Linked DNA regions of Mus musculus: regions 1 and 2 are each linked to region 3. A link is a contact called in public HiChIP or PLAC-seq and Micro-C data. All regions are on one chromosome and are shown on one strand. The core of a region is the stretch at or near the end of the contact, and the rest is flanking DNA. Distances in the headings are between cores, read along the strand shown.

The links. Hi-C and Micro-C count contacts between places; a contact is called where the count stands out from the background. HiChIP or PLAC-seq counts read pairs in DNA pulled down with a chosen protein or histone mark.
Region 1: an H3K27ac HiChIP or PLAC-seq map of epiblast stem cells shows a contact between it and region 3. The contact joins the enhancer-like site here to the promoter of Mgll in region 3. A contact is called at or near these places in 19 of 39 promoter capture datasets (3T3-L1-derived adipocytes, the C10 cell line, the HPC-7 cell line and 13 more), 1 of 15 datasets of contacts at CTCF or cohesin (large pre-B cells), 23 of 484 Hi-C or Micro-C datasets (B cells, the HL-1 cell line, Sertoli cells and 14 more), 8 of 115 datasets of contacts at active chromatin or transcription factors (astrocytes, embryonic stem cells, epiblast stem cells and 2 more) and 3 of 9 other capture datasets (adipose tissue, liver and macrophages).
Region 2: a contact with region 3 is called in a Micro-C map of embryonic stem cells, with 4 times the contacts expected there. The contact joins the promoter of Podxl2 here to the promoter of Mgll in region 3. A contact is called at or near these places in 3 of 39 promoter capture datasets (the C10 cell line, the SN4741 cell line and hematopoietic stem and progenitor cells), 1 of 484 Hi-C or Micro-C datasets (embryonic stem cells), 1 of 115 datasets of contacts at active chromatin or transcription factors (embryonic stem cells) and 4 of 9 other capture datasets (adipose tissue, embryonic stem cells, liver and 1 more).

Annotation. Positions count from the first base shown.
Region 1 is chr6:88,556,884-88,561,359 of GRCm38.p6, reverse strand. All of the region lies in intron 5 of Kbtbd12 (kelch repeat and BTB (POZ) domain containing 12), which reads left to right. Among named protein-coding and RNA genes, the nearest start is that of Sec61a1, 40 kb to the right of the region's middle. Within about 2 kb of position 3,134, at least 22 of the 459 cell types and tissues checked have an H3K27ac peak or open chromatin away from gene starts, as enhancers often do. A contact at or near this core is called in cerebellum and epiblast stem cells, where this site is marked.
Region 2 is chr6:88,873,196-88,877,419 of GRCm38.p6, reverse strand. Podxl2 (podocalyxin-like 2) reads left to right here and starts at 2,374. Exons shown (of 8, transcript NM_001347327.2): 1 at 2,374-2,501. The coding sequence starts at 2,441.
Region 3 is chr6:88,722,950-88,727,658 of GRCm38.p6, reverse strand. It overlaps Mgll (monoglyceride lipase), which reads right to left and starts at 3,247. Exons shown (of 8, transcript NM_011844.4): 1 at 3,088-3,247; 2 at 1,814-1,958. The coding sequence starts at 1,938. It overlaps Gm26588 (a long non-coding RNA gene), which reads left to right. Exons shown (of 5, transcript XR_377840.3): 2 at 1-1,128.

The sequences.
Region 1 (4,476 bases), core at 1,885-4,384, 170 kb after region 3:
CAAGAAGTAACCAGAATAGCACGAGTTCTTTGGCAAGTTTCTCTCTATGAAGCCACAAGAGAAGATCAGTGAAGACCAGTGAAACGTTGCGAGGTGAACCAATGCAAAAGCCACTCACTGTCTGTTGGGTTCTACTTAGACTCTTCCCAAACATCACCTCTCAAGGGCCTGCCTCAGCAAAACATCCTCTCATAAGACGGCTTCCGGAAAAACATCCCATGAGGCAACTGAGTCTCCAAAGAAGCCAGAAATGTTCACTTCAGGATGGTGTTCAGAATTGATATTGGATAGCTCAGTGGAACTTGCCCCCAAGCCTAACAATGCCAGCTGGATAGGTGAGAGAAAACCAACTCCCACCCAAGAAATAAGGAAACAAAACACCCAGATAATATGTAAGAGGGCACAAGGCTTGCAGACTCTTCACCAAAGTAGACACAAAATCTGAAATAAATGTTCAACTCTCTTCTTAGGAAAATGTGAATTAAAGAAGTCACTATGAGATACTACGCTACAAACTATCTGAAAAGCTAAATATTTTAAGACATTATTTGATAATTAGGTCTTACTTCATGAAAGTGTTAAAAGCAGACTCCCATGCATTCCTGGTGAGAATGCCAAGCAAAACAGCCGCTCTGGGAAAAGGCCATTGGTATGTCTCTCTCTCTCTCTCTCTCTCTCTCTCTGTGTGTGTGTGTGTGTGTGTGTGTGTGCGTGAGATGTGGGAGACAGTCAGTGACTTCCCAAGAGAGGAGATGAATTATAACACACAAACTTGTACATGAGCATCTTTCAAGTTATAATTTCTAAAACTGAGTGACTCAAAGGCCTTTAAGGAGATGAGCAGAGAAACAGAGAGGTGGTAGACTCCACGGAGGGAATAGAACTCAACAGTGCAGCGAGCACACCAACTGAACTGGAGCTAGACAGCTGTGAGCTGCCATGTGCGTGCTAGGAACCGAACCCAGGACCTCTGGAAGAGTACTGCTGAGCCATCCCTCCAGACCCTGTTTTGCTACTTTAATGCTTCTGCATGACTTTATAGAAACATTCCTAGCTGGACTTTGTGGTACATGCCCTTTCATCACAGCACTGGGAGGCAGAGGCAGGTGGATCACTATGAGTGCAAGGCCAGCCTGGTCTACATAGCAAGTTCCAGGCCAGCCAGGACTACAAATACTCTTAGAAATAAACTTAGAAAAGGTAGGAATTGGTTTATAGTCCATCAATGGAATGCTAATTGTCCCTGGGATCAAAAATAATTGTATAGGTGCATTCTTTCAATTTTATGAAATTCTTAACTAATTAAATGTGTGGTCCAGGCAAGAATGCTGTCACACACGCCTGTCCGTGTGATCCCATCTTGTGTGCCCTGTGGGATCATGAAGACCCTCTCCTTCCCACTCTGCCTGCAGAGCGCTTGCTGCTCTTTTATCCTTGTGGACAGACTGTCACCTGCTGGTCACAGCGCTCCTCTTCCCCCTCCTTCTTCCTGAGTCAGGGTTTGGTTAATCCTTTGCTTTCACTGACAGGCAATTCACTTACCACCAGAAGAGCAGGTCACATCCCTGACTGAGAATAAGCCAAAGTAGGCTGGACACTTCTCTGTTGATTCGCACATCCAGTAGGCCAGAGCATCACAGGCAGTGAGGGGGCTCCTTCCCCTCTGCAGAGCCGTTCACTAGCAGGGAAGAATGCAGATCACACCTCACAGTGAGGTGGGAATTGAAATAAATCTATGTTACAGTTTTTCTGTGATCTGCTCCCCTCAGGATCGTATGTGTTAAGACTTGGTCCCCGGCTGCTGGCACTGTTTTAGGAGACTATGTCACTTTTAGGTGGGAGGGTCTCTGGCGGAGGAGACCTCCAGTTTATGGCCCATCCTGCTTTTAGTCTGTTTCCTGGTCTGCCTACACATGACAGAGCAAGACACTGTTCACTCCCACCACCATGAAGCCACCAGCATGATGGACTATGTTCCCTGAAACTCTGAGCTCAGGAAAAAAATCCTTCCTCCTTAAGATACTTCTTGTCAGGTGTTCAGTCACATCGATGACAACAATGGCACAGAACAGAAACTGAATAAAGTAGAAATCAGCACAACAGAGGCAAGGCTCATCTTACAGAAGTCAGTGGGAAATGTCCTCAATACCATTTCTGTAGGGCTGGCTTGGCTCGGTAGTGGGTACCACTCTTCCAGAGTTCAGTTCCTAGTACCCAAGTGAGGCAGCTCACAGTTGCTTATCACTCCAGGGGACCTGACATCCTCTTCTGGCTCCTGTGGGCACTACACACACACACACACACACACACACACACACACTCCCAGAGAGAGAGAGAGACTCACAGAGAGACAGACAGACAGACAGACAGACAGACAGACAGACAGACAGATGGATGCAAGAGAGACAGAGAGAATTTAAAATGAAAAAAATAAATCTAAAAAAAAATTAAATAGTAATACTATTCCTATAATGAAACCCAGCAAGTCAGCATTTCACTGAAAATCAGTGGAAAACAGTGTACAGTCTCCCCAAACACTCTTCCCACTTTTCCAATCACTTTAAGAATAACACCTAGCCGGGTGTGGTGGCGCACACCTTTAATCCCAGCACTCGGGAGGCAAAGGCAGGCGGATTTCTGAGTTCTAGGCCAGCCTGGTCTACAAAGTGAGTTCCAGGACAGCCAGAGCTATACAGAGAAACCCTGTCTCAAAAAACCAAAAAAAAAAAAAAAAAAAGAATAACACCTAGATGAAAATGGTCCCTGATGTTTCCACTGAAGTACTTTCACTGCACAGAGCACGCCCTAAAAAGCATGGGGTGTATCCCAAGGCAGTCTGCCGCATACATGGGCTTCCACTGCCTTCTTTACCTCAAACCTCATGCCCATATCTCATTTACTCCTTGGTATAGCAGAGCCCATTTTCCTATGAGACAGTTTTCTTGAACCACTGGCTGCTGGAGACATGCCACTCAGGCTTGCCTGACTCCTTCAGGGAATATGATACTGCCGCATGTGGTGCATCTATTTTTGGGGAGTACCTGGATTGAAAAGAGCTGACATGGGGTTCTGCCTCCTGTGCCTTTTCCTTGCTAGTGTGATGATATTTCATCCTAAGTAGGTCATCTCAAGTGCCAGCCCCTTTCCTGGTTCTCCAAGCCCTGAGCTTAGAAGAGTACCAAGAGTGACACCAAGAGGATGAACCAAGCTGCCACACCAACCTGTTGGGGGTGGTGACAACCTGGGGTCACACAGAGGGTGTGTGATAGTGCACCTCCTCTCTGAGGGAGAGCCTATCTGCTATCACCTTCCGTTTAAGACTAATACAGTGATTTTATCCCATGTCTGGAATAACAGGCTCCTGGGAACAATGGCAACACACATGTATTTAAAATAAATACAGCATGAGGAAGATGGGGAAGTGAATCCAGAAAAGGCAGCAATGAGAGGTCTGCCTACTTTCATCTAAATGTAGACTCAGGGACCTTCTTCCCAGAAAGACAAAAGAAAACCAGATCTTGAGTGTGGCTGTGCTAAAAAGCACATCCCTGACAGTCCCAGAGAGCAGGAGCAGTTACATCAGCTTGCAGAATGAACCCACAGGATGACTCCAGCTGTGCAGGGCTGCTGTCGGTTGGCCACGCCTCTCCTATTCTTGCTGAGGCAGTGCAAGGCTCCCTCCTGCTGCACCCATACTCCATACCCCCACGGTAGGGCCAGGCATCCTTCCTGCCACTCGGAAGGTGACACAACAGTAGAAGTTACAGAAACTGTACATCTGTCCACAATGCTAACATTTTTTAAAGCTAGTTAAATAATAGCTCAGGGGCTGATGAAGCTGTCCTTGTCACCAAGACTGACAACCCAAATACAATACTTGGAACCCATATAGTGGGACAAGGGTGGTGGGGGAGGAGAGCCAACTACTCACACACATACACACAATAAGTAAATTTTATTTTTTTTAAATTTATGATCAAAGGATAGACAAATACCATTGTGTTCATCTTTAAAACTCAGTGGTGAGCCTATCAGCTTTTAAATTTTTTTTATTTTATTTTCAAGTATGTGTGTTCACGAGCATGTCTGTGTGTGTTCATGTACGGATACAATACCCATACAGTCTAGAAGAGGGCACCACATCTCCTATAGCTCAAATAACAAGCAGTTTTTGTGAGCCCTCCAACTTGCTGCTAGGAACTGAACCTGGGTCCTCTACAAGAGCAGTGGACATACCCTCACTCTTAACTGCTAAGCCATCTCCAGCCCTCAGCTGCAAACTCTTAAACATTCCAAACGAGTCTTGAGTTAAAACAGTATCCAACTTTGAAATGGCAGAGTATGGAGTTCAGAGTCATCCCAGAAACCCTGTAAATGGAGGTAGAGCACGCAGAAGAGACGCTTGAAGGCATATTTGAAAAGACAGGGACAGCACTGGATTCAGCACCCGGATCAGAGGACAGGGAAGGAGCGGGA
Region 2 (4,224 bases), core at 1,125-3,624, 150 kb before region 3:
TCCTCCTCATTTTTTTCTTTTCAATTTCCTTTCCCTTACCTAAGGAAGAAAGGAAGACTGAGGAAAGGAAGGGAAAGAGAAAAGAAATCCCGAATCTAACCTCTTTATTTTGTTTCCTCCCTATTCAAGACCACAATTATTTGTATACCATCTCCTAAAATGACAACATATCTATAACTCATAAAATGACCAAAACCATCCATCCCAACTTAAGGGACAGGGATGACAGTCTCCTTGTAATTGTTTCCTGCTGAACTGAAGCAAAGAATTCCTTTTGGAGGACCCAAGAAAATTAGAAAAACAAAACCAAAACAAAATCAATCGGTTACTCTTGTTTGTTTTTGTTTTTCAAGACAGGGTTTCTCTATGTAGCTCTGGCTGTCCTAGAACTCACTTTGTAGACCAGGCTGGCCTCGAACTCAGAAATCTGCCTGCCTCTGCCTCCCAAGTGCTGGGATTAAAGGCGTGCGCCACCACGCCCGGCTAAAACCAGTTACTCTTAAGAAAGCTAGCTGTAGCATCTGTTGTCCAGTCTCTGTATGTTGAGAAAGTGTAGGCTTAAATGAAGTCTGACTGGAACAGTCTGAAAGGCTGGGCCAAGTGAGCTAATTATTCTGAAAATGTCCCGGAAGCAAGTCTTTAGAGGAAATAGCTTTGATACAGCTGAAGTAGGATCAAGCAAGAAGCTGGAACAGTAGGTCTCAGTAGCTCAGGATCCTCGAGGGTGAATCCTGTCAGGGCTGCCTTCTTGGTCTTCCATTCTGCAATATACAAACCTTATCGACATTTGCATTGAAAGTGCGGGGTGCGGAGATCAATTAAGAATGATTTTCTGCTGTTTGAACAGGTGAAAGACAACTGTCTTTCTTTAGAAGTTAGTCTGATCATATAATCAAACTCAAATCTCCATTTACACTATCTGAAAAGATGGTATGTCATAATAAGCCCTGAGAATTTTGTAGTCAATACAATTTGTTGTCTGTATATAGACATTTAAGTCCCAGAGCTGTCCCCAAGTATAGGGATCAGTGTATACATTACCCATCTTGTTGATCTTGCCAGTCTTCCTCTTCTTGTCTGTAGCCAAGATCTTCAGGGAGTCGCCCTCTGTCAAGTCTGATCCTTATTATTTCGGAAGGAGTCCAAAGCCTTTTCTTCTTTTTTAAAACACAAACCTAGAGTCTCTCTCCCAACACAGCATGCCTTTAAGTACAGACTGATTCAATCTAGTAGAAGACTAGGCACTGGGTTTCCTGGAGCTGGAGTTACAGACAGTAGCAAGTGTGGGTGCTGGGAACCAAATCTGGGTCCTCCAAGAGCCACAAACTCTGTGCGGAGCTGTCTCTCTAGCTCCCCTCCCCCACCAGACAATCTTATGTCGCTCAGACTGCCCTGGTCTTAACCTGAATCCCTTCTAGTGCGGTACAAATATTACAGGCGTGGGACAGTCACGCTTCAGTCAGTGTTTTCACTGTCACTTAAAGAAGTGAGACATCTTTCTATCTGAGAATTGCCACAGTTTCTCTCTGTATCTAGAATGGTTTCGCCAAAACCCAGCTTACCCAACATCCATGCATCCTATAAATGTCTCCATAGAAGGTCCCCTCTGCCTCCGTTTGTGCTTAACCTGCCTTCCTACACTTGTGGCTCTGGAACATGCTGAGGAATGTTCCTGCCCTCCTGACACTTAGGAAGAGCAATGCCTGTCGGATTTGCCATATTGGCACAAAAAGAAACTTGAAGTCAAGGAGAAGCGCTGGCTAGAGAGAAAGGTGACTCCCACAAGATGTCTGAAGACAAGGACAAATCTCCTCAGGCTGTGAAAGCCAACTGGAAATTGGGGGTCTAAACTACCCCTGGAAGCTGTAGTGGGTCAGAGGTTAAGAGCATGGACTGACCCAAGTTCAGTTCCCAGCACCCACATGGTGGCTCAACAACCATCAGTGGACTTCAAACACGCACGTGGTGCACATATGTACATGTAGGGAAAACATTCACACACATAAAATGAAAATAAACTACACCCGGCACAGAGTTCAGCTCTCTGCTCTTGCCCAGTCCCTTCACCAAAGCCTGGTCCTCTCCGGCCTTCAGGATCCCCAGGCCACGTGCCCCAACAGGTCCCTGCTGATCCTGGCCTCTGTCTCCTTCGCTGTAACTGGGGCCCGGTCTGCTGCACAAAAGGTTCGGGACCCGCTTCCCAGGGAGGTCCCCCCCCCCGGGTGGCGAAGTGCTCGAGGCCCGAGGTGCAGGTGCGAAGCCGGACTCCGCAATAGGGTCCCGCCCCCGATCCCTCCGCTGCATCGATTGGGCGGATGAGCGCGTGAGTGGCGGGTACGCAGGCCAACGGGGCGCACGCGCGCCGCCGCCTTCGCTTTGCGCGCCCCCGAGGCCGGCCCGGGCGCCGCGGCGCTGCGGCTGCGGGCGGCAACGCTGCACCATGGCCCGGCCGCTGCGGGCCGCCCGACTGCCGCCGCCGCTGCTGTTGCTGCTGGCCGCCGGTGAGTGGGGCCGGGCCAAGCCGCGAGGGCGCAGCGCGCCACGGGCCAGTGCTGGCAGCGCCGCAGAACAAAGGCTGTGGGGCGCGCGGGGTCGGCCGCGCGCGGGGAGGAGGCGGCGGCGCGGGGCCTGGCGCGGGGACCCCCCAGGCGCCCTGTCCTGGGCGCTGGATGCTCCGTGCCACGCGCGCGCTCGAGGACGGCGGCGGCGGGGCCGCTGCACCAGGGTGTCCGCGCCCCACCCCTCGCCAGGTGACAGGTGACAGGTGACCAGTCTGCGGCCAAGGAGCAGAGGGGCGTGTGCGTGTGTGCGCGCGAGGGTGTAGAGAAGCTCAGCAGGGAGGCGAGAGCGCACGGGTGACACCCTTGGAGAAATCGCATCGTAAAGGTCCGGCGGGTACCCAAAGCGCGTGGGCCGGGGATGCCGAGGGCCGAGAAAGAAAGAGCTGCGTGGCCGAGGTGGATGTTTACATGTGCGTGGAGCTTGCCTGGGAAGGCGTGTGCGTGTCGTTGTGAACGCGTGTCCTCGACTGCGCGGGGCAACTTTATTAGGAGCTGACAAAGGGGTAGGTCTGCGACAGCGACTGCCGCCATATGGGGCTGTGTGTGAGACTCGGGTACGTGGTTTTCATTCAGCAGTCACTCCGGATACCTCGTTAGTGTGGGCGTGTGACAGGTCGGGGCCTGAGGCAGGTAAGAAATATGTGTGTGAGGGAGAAAGAGACAGCTTCTCAGGGTAGACATGGGATTCAGGGGTGTGTGCGAGTGTAGGGGGCGGGCACAAAAGCTTGACAGGCTCAGAGGCAAGCCGCCACCACAGAAGGGGAGGGAGGAAGGCTGACTGCAAAGGTGGGTCAGACCAGGACATGGGAGAGCAGCTTTCTCAGGGAAGATCGGAGCTGGGACCCTGTCCTAAGGTGGGCCTGGGGCAGGAGCAGGGTGCTGGGCTGGGTGGGCTACAAGACTTGGTGAACGCGTGTCCTCGACTGCGTCGCTTCCCCTCCAGTGGAGACAGGCATGGGACTGGCCACTAGTGCTCAGGCAGTTACCCCACCAAAACCCACCCAGTGTAATGTATACAAATTCGAGGAGGCGTCTATGTGAAGTCAGGTGAAGACCTTGTTTGATATGAATAGGTGGTGGGCCCTTACTTTGAGACTGTCAATGATAGAACACCAGGAAAATGTCTGGAGAAGGGCGGAGGTGGGAGAACGCTGATTAGGGTTGTACTTAACTGTAATTCCAGCTCTTTGGAACCTAAGGGGCAGGAGGATTGGGAATCCAAGTCCAGTCTGGGCTGCAGAGCAAGACCCTGTCTCTAAATAAATAGATAGATAAATAAAACAAAAAGTCAGAGAGGTAACTGACCCCTCACACTGCTGTGCCTGCCCTGGGCACATTTTATGGGGAAGTGTCTATTGATGTTGGCCTGGGACATCTACACAGACCACCCAGATCTTTGCAAAGCTCTGGGAGGTCTGCTCTCTCTCTCTAGGTAGGGACCACACCATCTCTGCCAGCAGTGCAAGTCAGTATGGAGACCTGACTCTCATGACCCCATCCTGGTGACCAGTGGGATGACAATCAGGGTCCCTCCTTTCCTCTTCTCTCCCTCACCCCGTTTGTATGCCCCCATCTCTGTGCAGGCACACGTGTGTCTATCAGCGTGCCTCCTTTCTACACCTTTGTGTAGAAAGAAGAACGCTTCACTCATGCACTCTTTCTC
Region 3 (4,709 bases), core at 1,998-4,497:
AGGGACAGTGCTGTCCCAACTGGTCAGAGATGGTTGTGAAATGTTTCCAAGAGCGACACTATCAGAGGCAGGCTGTCCCCAGCTCCAAAGTGAGTTTACCAATTGAATTTGGCTCCAGGAGGTGGTGGCGGGCCAGGTGGACAGTTACCTGAGTTATCTGTGAAAGCATGGCAGGACCCCCGGACCTGTCTGTCCTCTCTTACAGCACACAGTATAGGAAGTGGCCAAGCCACAAATGCTAGTGGTTCTCCTGCTTTCTCTCCTTCATGCCTCCTGCCTGGAACCTTCTTTTTTTTTTTTTTTTTTTTTTCTGAATGCACTTCCCCACCCCCAAATCCTTGCTCCCAGTAGCGGTCAACTCTCCAGCCCTGCTCCTACATCCATCGCATCCATCACAAGGCAGATGCTGACATCCGAAAGCCAGCTCAGCTGAAGCCAGGACGTTGGCTTGCTGTCTCTAACTGGAGCAAAGGCAAGTGAGCTGGGAGCTGCCTGCATGGCAACTTCTGTGGGGGGGAAGATTGTGAAAACCACCCACAGCCTAGGCAAGGGCAGCCAACTTGGCCATTCCTGGCCCAGTCCACTACTTCCCTTCCCCCACTGAAGACTGCAGGCCCTCTGTGTTTTACTGTGAACTGGGGCACTGTCACTACTCCACCAACAAAGCCTGCAAAGGCTGAGGCTGGACATGAACAGTGGACTTTCAGTCCCTGGTCCCCTCCTGGAGTGACTGAACCGCTCACTATACAACAACTTGTTAGAAAGTATAAAGAGCGCTCAGTGCTGGTAGCGGTTAGCTCTGGGGGAATTAATGATTAATGAGGACAGCAATGCTCCACGCACCACACACCTGCACACTTGCACACCCGGGCACACTCTCCTCCAAGAGCTGGCAGGAACAATCACCAACCAGCCTATGCACCACTGCCCACTTTGAAAACACACAACTTGGTGTAGCTGCACAGAAGCTAGGGCATTAAAGTCACTCCTTCTGCACTGTTAATAGGAATCCCTCTGGATTGCACCCACCTTGTTGAGAGAGCTACAACTGGGTAACCCCAGAGCCACGGTGGGAGCACAGTTCATACCCACCAGGACCCCTTGGGAGACAAGAGGCCCATGGAGCAGGTAAGCTTTCCCCAAAACAAGGAACAGGAAACAGTGACTAGTCACCAGGCCAAGGTTGCTACAGCTACTCTCTTCCCTGATTATCACAAACAAGCCGGGCTTTTCCTGCTTCACCCAAGAGGAACAGGGTGGTGGGGAGCAGCTGCGGGGCTGGGCACAGCCCCAGTCTGTCTCCAGCAGCAAGGCAGATCCTGGATAGGAAAGTCACTGAGCTGGCGAGAAACCAGAAGGAGACCCCAGGCCCCTCTCCTCCCAGCTAGCTGGGTGTCATCTCTGAAGCTCAGAACTAAGCAGGAGCACACAGCAGAGGTTAAAAAGACAGATACGCGCACATATAATTTTAGTTTTCTTATGCATTCGCTGGCTTTTTTTTTTTTTTAAATTGTTGGGTTTGCTTTTAAATAAATGCTTGCAACAGGGAATCAATTCTGGTACAAAAAAAAAAGTCATATGAATCTTTGAAAACTGCCAGACAGTGGACTCCTATCCTAGTTGTAGTGAAAAGAGAACTCTTGAGCCGTCATTTTAAAGAAAAGCATAAAGTATAGCTCACAACTTTGCTAACACCGCTGTGCCAGGGGTGTCAGTGACATGAGAGGCAGGTCACGGAAAGGGTGGCCCTCATGATGACGGAGGAGGAGGAGGAGCAGGTGCGATGAAGGAGGACGAAGAGGAGAGGACTTACTTGGGTGTGCCACTGGGCTTCCAGTATCTACAAAAGAGGTACTGTCCGTCTGCATTGACCAGGTGAGGCAGGTCCTGGTAGGGAACATTCTGTGGAGTTCGCCTGGGTGAACTTGCCTCAGGCATCCTGCAGGGGTCTTTAGGCCCTTGGAAGAAAGGTGGACATATTCTAAAGTCAGAAATACACTTATGTCCATATGGGAGGAAAGAAAGCCTTTTTTGAGTCAGGACTGTGGCTGTGGCTTCTTTTCTAGGCAATTAAACAAAAAACAAAAAACAAAAAACAAAACAAACAAACAAAAAAAACCCCACCAAACCCCAATTTGATATATATATTTTAAAATTACATACATCTCTTGCAAACCCCTTCAAGATTGAAAAGTCCTGTTTGTCCTTAAGAAAATGCTCACTTTATTTTTTTAAAGTGCCTCAGTATAGCCCCCCTCCCATCTGTGTTTATTTTAAATCATCTCAGGAAACTTCATCTTAAAGACTATTTTAGCTGTAATCAAGCGGAAATTACAGTCAGTTCCGTGGGTACAAAGCCCCAGCTGCAAGGACCCATCTCTCCTAAAATCTCCACTGTGCGGGTTTCAGGGGGCATAATAAGTAGGTGACGCGCCCCAAGCGATTTTTCCCTTCTGAATGCCAAAGATGCCATGACAAACCTGTTTCCATTAGTCTTGGCTTTTGCATTCCACTACCGCCACAGCCTCGAGTATCAGCGCCAGGCAAACGAGGGCTGTTCCCTCATCGCGGCCGCAGGGCAGCACCACGGGGTCCGCGCCCTCCCCGCCTGGGCTGCAGGGGTGCGAGTTGCTCCCTCCTGCTGCTCCAGCTCTAGCTCATGTCGCCACTTTTCCAGAACACACCCCTGAAGGGGTTCCGGGAGCGAGGGACAGCCGGTCCCCAGCCCGGAGCTGCTGCGAGACGCGCTCCGCGGCACCGCGCATTCGCGCAGATGCGGGTCCCCGAGCAAAGTCACCCCGATTCTCCGACAAACTTTGCCTCTTGCCCGCCCGCGACCGCTTAGGGAAGGAAACCTCGCGGCTGTCATCGGCACGCCACACAGGACGTGGACCTGGCCGTTGTTCCCACACCGGTCTGGGAAGATGCAGTTGACGGGCACAAGTCTGTTTGGGGGTTGGTGCGAGGGCGCGAGGGGCGCGTTCACGCGCACACGCTGACACGCGCGCACACTCGTGCGCACGCACACGCGCGCAGGGGACCCCTGGCGGCGGCTCCTATCCTGAGGCAGGGGCGGGAGGCAGTTACCCGGGCCACGAGCGCCGCTGTCACGTTCCCCGAGCACCACGCGGGTCCGGGTCTGCGGCGGGCTAGAGCCAGACTACTGCGCGCGGCCGGCTGCGCAGCGATAGGGCGCGGCGTCTGCGCCGCCACTTTATCCCCAGCCGCTCGGCGGCGGGGGCGGCCCGCTGGGTGGGGACGCGCGGGGAGGCGGCGCCGGGGCCCCACGTGTGCCCGGCCCCCGGGGAGGAGCGGGGCATCGCCCGCCGACCTGCCTCGCGCTTTTCCTGGCCGCGTGGGGGACCTTCACGGGGCACTGAACCGAATTATGGGGCCCTTCCAGCCCATGCGCACAGTCGAGAACACAGACCCTCACACTGGTCCCCGGAGCAGAAACACGCTCACTAGAACTGCATGCACATGTTTACAGTTGCACACGTGCGAGACCCACATTCAGATAGCACAGGTGTAGGCACACCCACAAGGACACATCCTCAGGACCCTTCCCCAGATACAAACTACACACAGAGGTACAAGTGAATGTCACAGTTACTACATGAATACAAACACACAGCATGGACGCACACGCCCTAGACACCATGCACACAGATAAAAACAACACACCACACACACAGTGAGTGTCAGCGCAGAAACCACAGCTCTCATCTTACAGGGGAAAAGATTATTCTGGAGCCATTTTGAATGACCATGAGCTGGAAACACAGATTTAAGTTACCCCTAATTCCATGTTCCTATGTGAAAGCAGTTTCGGGAAGTTTTTTGGGTTTTTTTGGTTTTTGTTTTGTTTTGTTTTGTTTTTAAAATAGTTTTACAGAACAGATAAAGCCGTATATCAAGGCAAGTTTAAAATACATTGGTGGGTACAACAGAGAGTCAGGTAACAGTGAAATGGGAAAGTGTTCCTATAGGCTCAAAATGCTATCTGATAGCATTGCTAACTTTTGGATTTGTAGAAGCTAACTATCGTGTTAAATCAATAGTTAAACAGTGTTCATCTATTGCCTCAAGAAGTTAGTTCTAACAAAGAGGGGCAAGAAAGAAATGGCTGTTCCTGAGGGCCCGAACTTAGCCCAAAATAAAGTAATTTGCCTCTGGACCTGGAACATTCCAACCTCTCCATAGTACTGAAACTTTAATCAGCCAGCTAATCTCAGCAGACACAGCTTCCCTTTAGTTTTCCGCCTCAGCAGCAGAAGTAGCTCCTTTCCCCATGTTTTTGTTCACAACAGAGAAAAACAACACACCATATACACCCAGAGAGCTAAAGATGCGTGACATTCACGCACAAGCGCTTAGAGCTCTGAGAAGGAAGCAGACATACTGCAAGCAAACACACACACACACACACACACACACACTGCATGAAACCATTTCCCCTAGGTGCCCCAGGATCCAGGTCCCACTAGCACAGCTGCCTATGTGGCTGTGGAGTCTGGAATCCAGCACTAAATTTACAGCCTGTCCACTGTGTCCTATGCCTGCCACCTGTGAGTGACAGCTGCAGAGGAAGGATGACCCCAACCCACACCCATCTCCTCAGGCTTTCCAGGGCTTTCTTCTTGGCCAACCACTTTGCAAAATAGCAGGGTTGAATAGTATCATTGTCAGGGCAGCACAGTGGTAGTGTC